Linked DNA regions of Mus musculus: region 2 is linked to region 1. A link is a contact called in public Hi-C data. All regions are on one chromosome and are shown on one strand. The core of a region is the stretch at or near the end of the contact, and the rest is flanking DNA. Distances in the headings are between cores, read along the strand shown. Region 1 has its middle 190 kb from the start of Gm52257. Region 2 has its middle 58 kb from the start of Gm41458.

The links. Hi-C and Micro-C count contacts between places; a contact is called where the count stands out from the background.
Region 2: a Hi-C map of the HPC-7 cell line shows a contact between it and region 1, with 3 times the contacts expected there. The contact joins two enhancer-like sites. A contact is called at or near these places in 4 of 484 Hi-C or Micro-C datasets (the HPC-7 cell line, adipose-derived mesenchymal stem cells, cerebral cortex and 1 more).

Annotation. Positions count from the first base shown.
Region 1 is chr16:47,870,028-47,873,555 of GRCm38.p6, reverse strand. No RefSeq gene overlaps it. Among named protein-coding and RNA genes, the nearest start is that of Gm52257, 190 kb to the left of the region's middle. Within about 2 kb of position 1,750, at least 2 of the 459 cell types and tissues checked have an H3K27ac peak or open chromatin away from gene starts, as enhancers often do. A contact at or near this core is called in the HPC-7 cell line, where this site is marked.
Region 2 is chr16:48,669,951-48,673,089 of GRCm38.p6, reverse strand. No RefSeq gene overlaps it. Among named protein-coding and RNA genes, the nearest start is that of Gm41458, 58 kb to the right of the region's middle. Within about 2 kb of position 1,574, at least 39 of the 459 cell types and tissues checked have an H3K27ac peak or open chromatin away from gene starts, as enhancers often do. A contact at or near this core is called in the HPC-7 cell line, where this site is marked.

The DNA of each region.
Region 1 (3,528 bases), core at 501-3,000:
TGAAGATAATGTATTTTAGCAAGGGAGATTTAGCAAAATCTCTGACATTATGAAACAGAATGATACCGTAAAGAGCCATTGTTGGATTACTATAATGATTGGGAACTGTAGTTAACTGACCCAAATTGATACAACCTAGTTCCACACTGATATTATTATAGTCTGAAAAACAAAATGCTAGTTATTATCATTTACATATAGAAATAAAATGATGATTCAATATATGAACACAAAACCGTATACTATATCAAAGTACTTAAAAAGGTTGTTTATAACTTCCCATAGCAAAAGCCTCAGAGTGGCTCTCAGTAAAGTAATGGAGCAGTTTCTTCATCCAAAGGCAGCTTTTTCCTATATATCAATCTCATGATTGCAAATGTTTGGATATAAAGAAAAACCCTGCAAAGCCCACATTGCAATTATGTCTTAAAACCATGTCTCTTTTACTGCTCTTAAATGAATTGTAAATGTTTAATTGCAGCTTACACGAAATGACTCTGTATTGAAAGCAGCATGTAATCAGAGTACTTAGTGCCTCCCCTCACACAATGCACAGTGTTGTCTCAAATTCTGGGTCCTCTGAGGACAGGGCTGCTTTGGAATTGGGCCTTGAAACTGGAGTTGGAAGAATGGAGTTGAAGAGGAGGTGGTACAAGAATAATTTTAAATATATTTTTTTGTTTGTTTGTCTTCCTGCAAGTGTTGAAGTTTGCACGAATGTAAGTTAAAGTTCTCCACTTAAAATTTCAGATTCTATGCTCTGGGAGTGAGAAAGCTACCCGTATCCTTGGCCATTAGCAATATAGATTCTGTGCTGCTGGGCAAAAGGTAGACTTGGACTGGACAAGAATTTTAATCCAAGCTAAGGGTCATGAGGTAACTTTATTTGGAGGATAAATGATCATCACAAGAGCAATCCTTTCTAGTACAGACTCCATTGGATACCACACAATAAAACTATTCTCAACAAATGCATGTGGTTATTACTAGTTTCCCATAAAGTCAAATAATTTCATTGAGGTTAAATAAATTCTTGAAGCCCTAAAAGCTGAGGAATAAGATGACATATTTCAGGAGTGCTAGCTAGCTCTTTCATCTTACTGTGTTGCACATGGCTAGGCTGTAGAATATATTATTAAGGCAGCATATTATATTTACTCAGCAATTTCTGAAACTGAAGGGTGTCTTTGGGATATAATATTTTATAAGGATTGTTCTAAGTCTTTGATATACTACTTTTTGGTAAATATCTCCCTTACTTTTCAGCCCCGAAGTTTAGTTATATTTCCTGATGGGAAGGCTATGACCTTTTTCTGAAACCAGAGTCCTTGGTGAGTTCAATATGATACTTTATGTATAATGCACCTTAAAGAGAAAAGCAACCTTATCCACTGAGATTTTAAAACCTGCTTTTATACTTAGAAATGAATACCTTTAGAAACCTCCTATCTTCAGATCTATCCTCGGGGCAAAAGGAGGAATCCTGGTTATTCCTGCCACGTTTGTCTCTCTGTGGCTTCTGTAATCTTCATAACAGGCTATCTTATCTTCGCGACTCCTTCCCCTCTTCACCCAGTGCTCCAAGACAAATTCTAGTGGATAGATACACTTTATCACCCACCAATGAAAGGCTTTCAGCTATGCCTCATGGGATTCCTAATTAACAACCCTTCTTCTTACAGCTGAAAGCTAAGAAAAAGGTCCAGAGAGGCAGACATGCAGCAAGTAAGATCCTATCTGTGTACTGACAGAGGTCAAACCGTCACAGCGAAACAAGATATGACCCTGCCAATTAAGAAAGGACACTTACACATAAGGATCAGCGAGATTTAGATAATGACTAAATTGTCAAACTGTAAAATCTTTTAAGAAGCAGAAAAAAGGAACTGGCAGCGATATCTTTTCATACAAAAACTTTGAGGTGAAATATCATTAGTAACGTGGGTCCCCTAGAAAGGAGGCTCCACTGACCTGCGCAACCCCTCGTTTCATACCGCTCAGAATACATGAAGCAGTAGTAGCGACCGGAAAGAGCCCTTGCCAGGAAGCCTGAAGCCCTGGCTGAAGGTCTCAGCCTCCCCACAGATTAGCTTTCTGGGAAAAAGTTTAACTCCTTTGAACTTCAGTTTGCATTTCTGTAAAATAGAGGCAGCAAAATCTGTCTTACTTCACAAGGTTTTATGATATAACGGGCAAGAACTCAGTGAATTTCAATAGCATTAGCAGGCCTTCCTACATCATGCATGGGAACTCTGAAGAAGTACAAGATGGTGGCAATGGAGTATTAAACACAAGAGATTTCTTCTAAGCACAAAAATAGAAGGAATTACACATGTCTGAGCTAGCAACCGTCTCTGTCAGGAAGAGTAGCAATGTGAGAGATCTCTCCTATTCTTTGTCTCCTGTTGTCACAGAAATCCGGAGAGCATCCACCATCTCTGCTTCATCAAAACTGCTCTGTCTTTTTCCAGTTTTCCCCAATATCCACTTTGTTCGCAGCACATTCTCCCCGGAAACAAGTAGTCATAAATGATAGATAAATAGGAGAGTTAGATTTACTAACCTCATACTGCCATCACTACCATTTCGTGGTTACAGGGGTTAAGCAAGTTTGATTCACACAGGATCCCTCTAATGAATGTAAATTATTACTAATGGAATTATGGATTTTATGGAGAATGAATTAGGAATTTTTGCCATTGGAGATTTTAGAACACAGTCTACTCCAATGGGGACTTCCTATATTTTCTTCCCTCCTGCAGGCCAGCTGCTATTTTAGGAAAGAATGTGTTGGTTGCTGAGAAGTTCCAACTTAGCTTTCTCTCCAAGGATGCATGATCCTTCCACAAGGAAATCATTAGATACCCATTTGTGCCCAGAGCTACCGAGAACTCTAATAAAAGGTCTCTGGGAAGCTGTGGTACAGACATAGGAGATATACAGAATTTGGAGGAAAGCCAATAAATTGATTCCCCTACGGGGTGGCACAAATTGTTTACTGTGACCTGACTCTCTTTCTAGTCTTCCTTTAAATATAATTTCATAAGCTTATTTTAGGCCAAGAAAATTCTTCTTGCTATTCAGAAATAAAGTTTTATAGTCTCTTCATTCCATAGCATGGGGTTGCTTCTCTTCCCCCCACCCCCATCGTGTTTATTTGTTGTTGTATTTTTCAAATATCATATTTAAATACTCCGTTTTTCCTTCTTAGAAACCACAAAGGAAAGCTACATAAAATTGTTTTTCTTACTCCATCAGCCATATATATATAATAGATAGATCTGCTCACTTGAGAAAAATTTCTTGTCATTTGCTATCAGTTGCTGAATAAATAGAAAGGGAATGGAATAGAACCTATTTGGTTCCTTGGTTACAGAGATATTATACACATTGCTGGGTATTATTTATATATTATTTCAAATATTAAATGTCATTGGCATCTTAGAAATGTCTTTAAATACTGTTGGCTATTTTTTTTTGTTGTCATATCTACTCCTATGAGGAGGTATAACGGCAAGTTATTAGGGA
Region 2 (3,139 bases), core at 325-2,824, 800 kb before region 1:
TGCAGTGGCTTCTCCTTTGCATGCTTCACGGCTGTCAATCCTCTTCTACTTAAGCAAATATTGACTTTCTGTCTTTATTACTTCCTCACTTTGATCCTCTGTGTCACAGGACTGTCTCTATCCAACAGAAACTATTTTAACATCACTTATTGACACCTGTAATGGTTCGCCATCATAGGCTGAATGTGAAATGTCTCCCCACATAAGCTTGTATATCTTTGAACAGGTTATGGCACTGTGTTGTGAAATTATGAAACCTTTGGAACATGGGGCCTCAGCAGTGGCTCAGGCCACCACTGTGGGACAGACTTTGAGAGCTATTATATGGTCCTGCTTCCAGCCTTTTATTTTATTTTTTTTTTTAAGTTTTATTATATGTGAGTACACTGTAGCTGTCTTCAGACGCACCAGAAGAGGGCATCAGATCTCATTACAGATAGTTGTGAGCCACCATGTGGTTGCTGGGATTTGAACTCAGGACCTCTAGAAGTACAGTCAGTGCTCTTAACTGCTAAGCCATCTCTCCAGCCCCTGCTTCCAGTCTTATTATTTGTTTCCTAGATGGGTAAGGTGCCAGGGAGATGGCACTCTGAAGTGCCCCATGCCTTTCTCACCATGACAGAGAGATATACCCTGGAACTGTGAACTGAAATAAGCCTTCCTCCCCTAAGTCACTTATGGTGTGTGTGTTGTCACAGCAACAGGAAAGTAAGTAGACAGTCACTTACATTAGGCAACACAAACACCCCTAATAATCTCTCATTTAAAGAAAACTTTATCAGTTTTAATTCCCCAAATACAGGATTTAGTGATTTACTCCTATTCCAATACATATATACATATACATGCATAGTTTTACGTGTGTATTGATTTTTGCTTAAAATGTGATTTTTAAAGCCAGGGGAAATAATAGCACACATAATTCTGTAGTGCCTTTTAGGAACTGTGATACATCTGTTCTTGTCATAGTCTTCCAGTTCAGAAGTCCCATTTTTTAACCTAAGCTCTAGTCTGAATATCATTTTTCTTCTATAGGCACTTTAAATTTATTTACTTTAATCATGTTCCTGTGTGTGGGTCTGTGCATGTGAGTTGTGGGTGCCCACAGAGGCCAGAGGCAGCACATTTCCTGGCGGCTAATGTCACAAGTGATTGATAGCGGTCCAAAATGGGGGATGGGAAGTGAATATGGTTTCTCTGCAAAACCAGTGTGTTTTCAACTACTGAGCTATTTTTCTAGGCCTGCGTCATTTCTCTTTTTAATCCACACCTCTTTGTCTTAAGGGGCCTTCTAACCGCTGTCCTCCTATTATTAGCAGCTGTGTTTGCTCGTGCAGAATTAACCCCAGATAGCAAGCAAAAAGCCCTGCTGCCTTCTTCTGGCTCATATTATCTGGGGTTGTAGACACTTTTCTCTCAGGATAGTTCTTTCCCTAAGGACAACAGAATCCTCATACTTCTTCCAGGGATGCTACTCTCTACCTAATTTTTCTTTGCACAGGAAGCAGCTCCATTGATAGTATCAAACATCTTGCCTTGATGACTTAAATTTCATTTCATACACTGTTTAAAATACCCATATACCCCACTTCCTCATAGAAAAACTGAACCTTTTTACATTGGTGTTCTGAAATCATCTGTTCTCTCTACTCCAATCTCTTATACCTTTAAGATCAAAAACAAGGACAAAACCTACAGCAATTTTTACCTATTTGATGATGCCATTTTCTGCTGCTTATTTGAAATAGGGATTTCATTTGCAATGCCAGCTGTTCTATCATTCCCTATGAGTTCATGTTAGCCAAGGAGATCCCAGAGGCCCCAGAAATAATGCAAGCTATTGCTGTTGCCTTTGGCTGCCCACCAGAACTTGATCTGAAGACTCAATACTACAGACATCACACACTTTGGACATAGGACACAGAAAAATCAAGATGAACCTGAATTAGAAGCTTCGTGCCTGCTGACTAGCATTCATGAAATTGCAATGTGATAAGCAAGCTGTCAAACTAGAAATGCCATCAATGGTCTTACCCAGCTGGGACCACTGCATGCTTCAATACCAACCTAGTACATCAAGTCTCTGTGAGGGTAGGCACATCTACTAAGGCCAGACAAGGCGGCACAGCTAGAAGAACATATCCCATGTACAGGCAACAGCTTTTGGGATAGCCCCTTCTCCAGTTGTTCAGGACCCATATGAAGACAGAACTGCACATCTGCTATAAGTGCAGCGAGGCCTAGGTTCAGCCAGGACATGTTCTTTGGTTGGTGGTTCAGTCTCTGAGAGACCCCAAGGGTCCAGGTTAGTTGGTTCTGTTGGTTTTCTAGTGAAGTTCCTATCCCCTTAGGGGCCAAAATCCTTCTTATTCTTTCATAAGAATCTCCAACCTCCATCCAGAGTTTGGTTGTGGTTGCCTGCATCTGTCTGAGTCAGTTGCTAGGTGGAGCCTCTCAGAGGACAGCCATGACTGCAAGCATAACAAGAGTATCATTAATAGTGTTAAGGATTGGTGCTTACCCATGGGCTTACGAGTCTCAAGTTGGAACAGTTATTGGTTGGCCATTCCCTCTGACTCTGTTCCATTCCCCATGCCTGCATTTCTAGTAGACAAAATAAATTTTGGGTCAAAAGTTTTGTGGGTGGGTTGGTGTCTCTATTGCTCCACTGGGGTTCCTGCCTGGCTACAAGAGGTGGCCTCTTCAAGTTCCACATCCCCAATGCTGTGAGTCACAGCTGAGGTCATCCCCATTGATTCCTGGGTGCCTCCCTTATCCCAGTTCTCAGTTTTTTCTTTGATATGAGGAAGAAAATTTTAAAAGATGGTCTTAGTTGTTTTGCTAGAAAGATATAATAAAGTTAGAATCAAGAATAGAATGTGCCCACTCCTCATAATAGAAAGTAAAGGTTGCATAATAAGAAATGCAATGAGCTTAAGTAATGGCTGCATAATAAGAAATACAATGAGCTTTCATAATTATACTAAAAAGAGGAATAGGTTTGGGACAAATTTGTGTTCAAGGAAAAGCATGCAGGTCCAAGGGTGAAGCCACAGTTGTGCACTATGATAAGATAAAGCTATGAGAAACTGTTGTTTTGGACTTATAATGAGCATATAGAATGCAGCTCTGCTTTGAA